Regions from separate parts of the Mus musculus genome. Here region 1 is linked to region 2. The links are chromatin contacts, called in public Hi-C maps. All regions are on one chromosome and are shown on one strand. The core of a region is the stretch at or near the end of the contact, and the rest is flanking DNA. Distances in the headings are between cores, read along the strand shown.

Region 1 (3,412 bases), core at 147-2,646, 42 kb after region 2:
AACAAGGCCACACCCACTTCAACAAGGCCACACCTCCTAACAACGCCACTCCTTGGCCTAAGCATAATCAAACCTTTTCAACTCACAGTAACAATTCTCTGTTGTCTCTTAACGTCACTGTTGTCAAGAGAGCCAGAAGTCGAGCACACTGTAAAAACAGATGCCTCTCTGAAACGTAAATATATCTACAAGTGCACAGATGTTTCTGCTGTTGGATATCCTAATCCTGGGCAATGGCATCCTTCTGCTTTAGTAGTCCGTGCATGGTGTGTAACATGCCAAGCCTGTCCAAACAGACACTTTTATATAGACACTGTGCTTCATAGAATGGACTGCATCTTAAGCCACGTTATATAATTGGTATGCATTGTCCTCTCCCACCACCACCGCAAAAATCTGCCTTTTCTTCTTTGACTTTTATGAATCAACCTGAACCTGTACTCCCCGCTTCCCTGAGCCACGAGGCCGGAGTACAGTCACAAAGACATCATAGGCTACACCATCTTCCTCTAGCCAGAGTAAAACACATGTGTTTTGTAAGGAAATTAGATGGGAACTGGCCCTTGGCTTGCTAGGGTGAGTGGCACCTTCTGCGCAGGCTCGTTGTGCTGTAGTTGTCAGTGTTTCTGCGCAGGCTCATTCTGCTATAGTCCTCGGTGTTTCTCTGTATGAAGCCAGGAAGGATTCTCAGGTCCTCCCTCCATCATTGTAAGCGAGCCTGCTGTTCTAATCATTCTTGCCCATACCCAGGCTTCTGCCACTCGAATGCATTTCACAATTTGAGCCTTTGTCTCAGTTTTGGGACCAATCAAAGGACCTGGGTCATTTCAACTCAATGTACCGATATCTACACCTTCCATTTTCTTATATATGTCCAGTTAATTCTCTCAGGGGCATGACCTTCCAGAGCAGAGTATAGGACCTTAGGAATACCAGAGCTGAGAACCAAACACCCAACAAATCCTCCTGTGACCACGACGGTGAAAACAAACCTATGTTCCTGGTGCTGATGAGCCTTTGGCAGATAATGACATGTTTCGTTACTAATAAGGAAAAGCCTAAATCTCTCTGGCACGGGACTTGGCTGGTGTGCTAGAGAGTCCTGGCTCCGCCCTCAGCACTGTAAATAGTGATGATAATAATTATTATTTGTTATACTCTTTATCCAGCCAGGTTTTATTTATAGTGCTTCCATGGTGCGTTTGATAGGCAGTTGTTAGAGAATTACTTCTAAGTGAACGAACTGTATTTGCTGAGTTAATATTTTTTTCCCCAGCATGGGATTAACCTGGATATTTTGGTATTTGAGGAAGCTCATTCACTTTCATGGCTTCACCTAGTATCTGTTTGGTTTTACTTTAAAAATAAACAAGTAAATACAAGGTCTTCCGAAGTGGCCCAGGCTGACCTCAGTTTCACAATCCTCCTGCCTCCACCCCTCAAGTGCTAGAATGAGAAGCATTCGCCACCGTCTGGCTGGTTTGGCATTTGTTTCTAATAACTATTGAACCTACACTAGTTTTATTCTGACTTTGTTTTTTCTTCTATGGTAAGATGTCTCTTGAATGTTTAAGTAATTGAAAGTTCACATTGAAATCTGTGTTCATTAGTATTTTCTTCCTTCTCCCAGTGCCAAAAAGAAGAAGAAAAAGAAGTTGAGAGAGGATCTCACTGTTTGTCCTAGATCGGCGTGTATCTCTCTGTCCTGAGCTGGTGCTCTTTCAAGCCATTGTTTGTTTTGGGTTTTGTTCTTCTCTGTTTTTTTTTTGTTTGTTTGTTTGTTTGTTTGTTTTTTGGGGTTTTTTTTTTTTGGTTTGGTTTGGTTTGGTTGTTCTGTTTTGTTTTGTTTTGTTTTGTTTTGTTTGTTTTAAGAAAAGGTCTCTCTACTTTGCCTTCACTGTCCTAGAACTCACTGTGTAGACCTGGCTGACCTTGAACTCACAAAGCTCCAGCTGCCTCTGCCCCCTGAGTGCAAGAATCTAATGCATGCTCCACATGCCCATCTCACCACAAGCTTAACTATAATGCCTTCATTTCTCTTTCTTGTTATGTATACATTTTTGCTGATTCTTTTCTTATTCTTACTAATTCTCTTGAATCGTAAACCTTATTTATTATTGGGATCAGGTGTGGTGGCACATGCTCACAATCCCTGCATTCAGAGTTTATGTCAAAAGACTCATAAGTTTATGGTTAGCCTGTACTATGTAAGGACTTCAAGGACAGCCTGGGCTACAGAGTACACCTGTCTTATCAAACAGCAGCAGCAGCAACAACAATAATAACAACAACAAAATATACCCCAAATCAAACCCTAAACTATTAATTTTTGCATTCAAAAAATAACTAAAGCCAGTATTTAACATGTATTTGTTATTGCCGTGGTAGGGCATACCATATAGAAATTTATACTAAATCATTTTTGCAAAACACATCATGAAAGTGTCCATCCACACTGGGAGTGAAATGATTGATCCATCCAGGTCCCCAGAAAGGCATTAACCAAGCTACCTCTCACGCCCCACAAAAAAAAAAAAAGAAAAAAAAAGAAATGAAAAAGAAAGGAAAAGAAAAAAGAAAAAGAAAGGAAGGAAGGAAGAATGAAAGAAAAGAAGAGAGAAAAAAGAAAAAATAGAAAAATCCACTTTGATAGCAACTTTACTGAGTCACTGTATCTTGAGTCACATGGGATTCTGTTACTGGAAGTCAGTCCTCCCTGGTTCCTGGGGTAGTCTATTAAAGTTCCAGCTGTCATATATCTATACCTGTGTGCTGTGTGCTCTATAGGTCAAAGGGAAGCAGGAAGAAGCCCCCTTTATACTTTCCTGTCTCTGGCATTTTGGGTCTGTTTCTTGAACTCCTGGGTGTGATTTTTTGGATACCCACAGTGGAACTATTTGAGGCATTGCTGTATCTTCACCCAGGCAGTTCTCCATTACACAACTATCCTCCCTTAGGAGTTTAGAGAACAAGAAAGAACTGTGCCTTCACACACACTCACACACATAGGCACACGCACACACATACATGTGCGCGCATGTGCGTGCTTTTTACCTTGCTTTTAAAAAAGAGTGTGTGTTCCCAGGTGCTGGAAACTGAAACAGCTGTTACAGAAATCCTGTATTTGGCATAAGATGCACCTTCATGCTTCCTCATTTGCAGGTCCCAGGAAAGATGCAGCTTGCATTTTGAGTACATGCCTGACTTCCCTAGATCACAGAGTTTTTCCCCAATGAGTAGAAAACTATACCTTAAGGCTAAGGCAACAGGCCAAGTGAGATCTCCAGAGGCCATAGCCAAATCCAAGTGCTTGCCAGAGAGAAAGAGGACGGAAAGTGGAAGGAAAACTGTCAGGGGATCTTTGGTATGTGGACTATCTTCTTTCCTCTTCAAAAGTCAGATTACAAACAGG
Region 2 (3,570 bases), core at 908-3,407:
TGGTAAGGACAGCTTTCTCCACACTTGCCTTTAAAAGTTCTGGCCAAGAAAGGCAGGTTTCATACCGCCTCTCCCAGAGTCCACTGAAGACCAAGCTGGAAAATTCTGACCAGCGAGGAAGAGAATACATACATTCACACAGTGGACCTTCCTGTGTACTGTCTCAGAAGGCCCAGAGACCTTACAGACCAGATACACGATGACATTCACAATGGGAAAATTAAAAACTATTTGATTAACTGCATCTCGAATACTTGGGATGTTCCTTATATTAGCCAGGTATTGCATGATCTCAGAGGTTGTTTAAAGATATATATACACACATATACATGTATATGTATGTATGTATGTATATATATATATATATATATATATATATATATATATATATGTCAGTATGTGTGTGAGCGCAGGCATGTGCACACTACAGCACAACTTAAGGTCAGAAGACAACTCTCTCATGTGGGTTCTCTCCTACCACCTTGGGGTCTAGGGATGGAACTCAGGTTGTCATACCTGAGTACAAGCAACTCTACCCTGTAAGTAATCTGCCAGCCAAAGGTGTAATATTATTAAAAGACAGACTCACCTTTTCCCCTAGGCCAACATGATCTTGTTCTATGAATATATTTTCCAAGTCTTATAGTAATATTGTCAATGGACTTCCTGCTAATGCCCAGCCCAGTATCTGATAAAGGTGGTTTTCAGCAAATACTAATACATGTTACTGTTAAAACGTTAAATGTTGATTAGAGTAGAAAGCTGAACCCACATCTTTTCTAACGAACCCTCTCCCTTTCAACTCCATTCCTAGTCAGAGACCCAGCTTCTTGGCCTTTTAAAAAAGCCTGAGCGGTCCCAACCCTTTCACGCTCCTATACCCCAGGGTCAGGTGTTCACATTCTACAAAGTACTGCTGAGAAGCCCAGAGCTAAGCTGTACTGATACAATGCACACATCTGAGCAGGGCTGGTGGCACAACTCTGAAATCCCTGTACGCAAAAGGCAAGTCCAAGGCCCGCCTGAACTGCACAGTGGGAGGGAACTGCTTTCAAAAATCTCTAAAGCTAGCAAACCATCACAGAAGAAGCGATACCCATGACCCGTGGCAATTGCATGCAGTCGGACCTCAGTTCAAGTTCACCCAATGGCTAACTGCCTCTTTTTCCCCAAAGAATCTGGCACCTCACCCCAATGACAATGACAACCCCAATGACAAACACTAAAGGCGCAATTGTCTAGTTTTCAGTTTCTAGCAGTGGAATTAAACCTGTGCGGTTGGTTCCTTCTCAGTACCAGACTTGGAAATTGGTCCTCTCCGGATGCTAAAGCTTACATACCTTTCAGTTAATGATTTCACTGGGAACAGTTCAAAGGCTCAAAAGGTGAAAGGTTAAACCTAACACCAAACCACATAAGGCTACTCCCAGAACTTGCTAGGCAGACATTTCAAAAAGAATGTTAACTAACAACTTAGAGCATAAACTTAGAGAAAACATGAATGCAATACATGTAGTCGGAAAATACAATGCTCACTAAACAATCTAGAAGCATGCATTCTACCTACAATGTTACGTGCGCTACTTTGGAAACATTGTGGACTTTAAGGTTTACACCAGTGCTCTGATAAATGAATTTGTAAAATGTTGCTGACTGGACGTCCACCAGGGTCCTACTCAATGCACATTGCGGTATCCCCAGGACCCAGTAAGAGAAGAAAACTGCTTAACCCAACTTTCTCCAGAGTACTGGACCACTGGGGTTTTGTTGCATAAAATATGAAAATTTGTAAGATCATAATGCATCAGGGAGATGTTAAAATGCCAATTATTTGCATTATTATCTCCACAGGGCAAAACTGTTTTTTAAAGTCATGAATTCTTTCAATATTCTGTATTAAGCGTGTTAATTTTACAGTGAAAAATTATTTAAGAAAAATAAACATTTTAGAAAGTGTTTTGCCCCATTTTAAGGTTGCTTCTGCTACACTCTGGCCTTGCTGAACATAGAGCAATTCTTAAGACACAGATAGATTCCTAGAACATTGAGGCTTGGCTTTCAGACCTGCCACTGCCTGGTCTTGTGACTCTGCACAGTAAAAGCTCAAGATAACTCTGGAACAAGCAGTGGATGTCAGCTGGATGCTGCTGCTGAGCCCAGAAGAGTACGTCACAGTGCTCACATGCCAACAGGCATTGGCCACTCCTGTGACCAGATCCAGGCAAGTCAACACCACTGTCTTTTTTGTTGTTTTGGTGGTGGTGGTGGTGGTGGCTTGGCTTGGTTTTGGGCTTGGGACAGGCTCTCACTAGGTAGCCCTAGTTGACCCAAAACTCATTATATAATAATAACTCAAAGAGATCTATCTGCCTCTGTCTTCCAAGTGTTGGAATTAAAAGTATGTGTGAGACCATGCCCAGTATAACCAGAGTTATATTTGTACCTTTTAAATGTAGAAGTCTAACTCCAAAAATAATCATTTGGGGAAATTATATTACTTAAATTTTTTTAAAAAAAATATTGGTTTGACTCTGCAGCTGTCAAAGTCTCTGCCATTTGGCAAATTACCTTGTAAAACACACTGATTATTGTCAGCTTATAAGAAGCATCCTATTTCTTTGAAATCTCTTAAGTGCTAAGCTTATGCCTAGGTGTAACCAGAACAGACCAATACCATCTACTATGGAAAAGCAGATATGGGGTCAAGAAATTTTGAAGGAGACTATATATGTGTGTGTGTGTGTGTGTGTGTGTGTGTGTGTGTGTGTGTATGTATGTGTGTGTGTGTGTATATATATATGTGTGTGTGTGTGTGTGTGTGTATGTGTGTATGTATGTATGTGTGTGTGTGTGTGTGTGTATATATATATATATATATATATATATACACATATATATATATGGTATATGGGAGCTTCTTTCAACTTAAAACTGTCTAGGACTACATACAACTCAGTGGTAGGCAGTTGTTACCTAGCATGCACAAGGTCCTGGGTTCAATTTCTGGCACATATTTTTGTTAAAACAAACATAAAACCACCTTTAAAATCCAAGTTAATATAAGAATGCACTGCCATTACCTTCACTATAAGTCTACACAACCAAGAGTCACCTGGAAAGGTGAAATCTCCCTGAATTTGCCTCAGTCAGCCTGGTCTGTGGACATGTCTGTGGGGCACTGTCTCTGATGATGTCAGAAGGTCCAGCCCACCATGACAGCACCATCTGTAGAGCAAAGCTAGCAGAAGGTAGACCTGGAAGGGAGCCAGTAAGCAGCATTCCTCCACTGACTTCAGTCCCTTCTAGAGCTCCTGCCTTGACTTCCTCAAGGACGGACTGTGACCTGGAAGTATAAGCCAAATACCATTTCCTCTCTAAGATGCTTTGGGTCCGAGTGTTTTATCACAGCCAACAGGAAGAAAACCAGGAGACCCATCTAACCATATTTGCCCCAAATAAAGGCTCTCCAACGCAGTTTGTAAACCCAGGGCCTTGTGTGTAGGAGTCCAACAATCTGTCATCCAACACATCCCCCCTCAGACAGCGTCTCTGTAACTGTCCAGACTTGCC

Evidence for each region. Hi-C and Micro-C count contacts between places; a contact is called where the count stands out from the background.
Region 1: a Hi-C map of liver shows a contact between it and region 2, with 2.1 times the contacts expected there. The contact joins two enhancer-like sites. A contact is called at or near these places in 1 of 15 datasets of contacts at CTCF or cohesin (the NIH/3T3 cell line), 2 of 484 Hi-C or Micro-C datasets (liver and spermatogonial stem cells) and 1 of 115 datasets of contacts at active chromatin or transcription factors (astrocytes).

What each region holds. Positions count from the first base shown.
Region 1 is chr2:65,261,030-65,264,441 of GRCm38.p6, forward strand. No RefSeq gene overlaps it. Among named protein-coding and RNA genes, the nearest start is that of Cobll1, 24 kb to the left of the region's middle. Within about 2 kb of position 1,397, at least 7 of the 459 cell types and tissues checked have an H3K27ac peak or open chromatin away from gene starts, as enhancers often do. A contact at or near this core is called in liver, where this site is marked.
Region 2 is chr2:65,218,619-65,222,188 of GRCm38.p6, forward strand. All of the region lies in intron 1 of Cobll1 (Cobl-like 1), which reads right to left. Among named protein-coding and RNA genes, the nearest start is that of Gm13594, 13 kb to the right of the region's middle. Within about 2 kb of position 2,158, at least 32 of the 459 cell types and tissues checked have an H3K27ac peak or open chromatin away from gene starts, as enhancers often do. A contact at or near this core is called in liver, where this site is marked.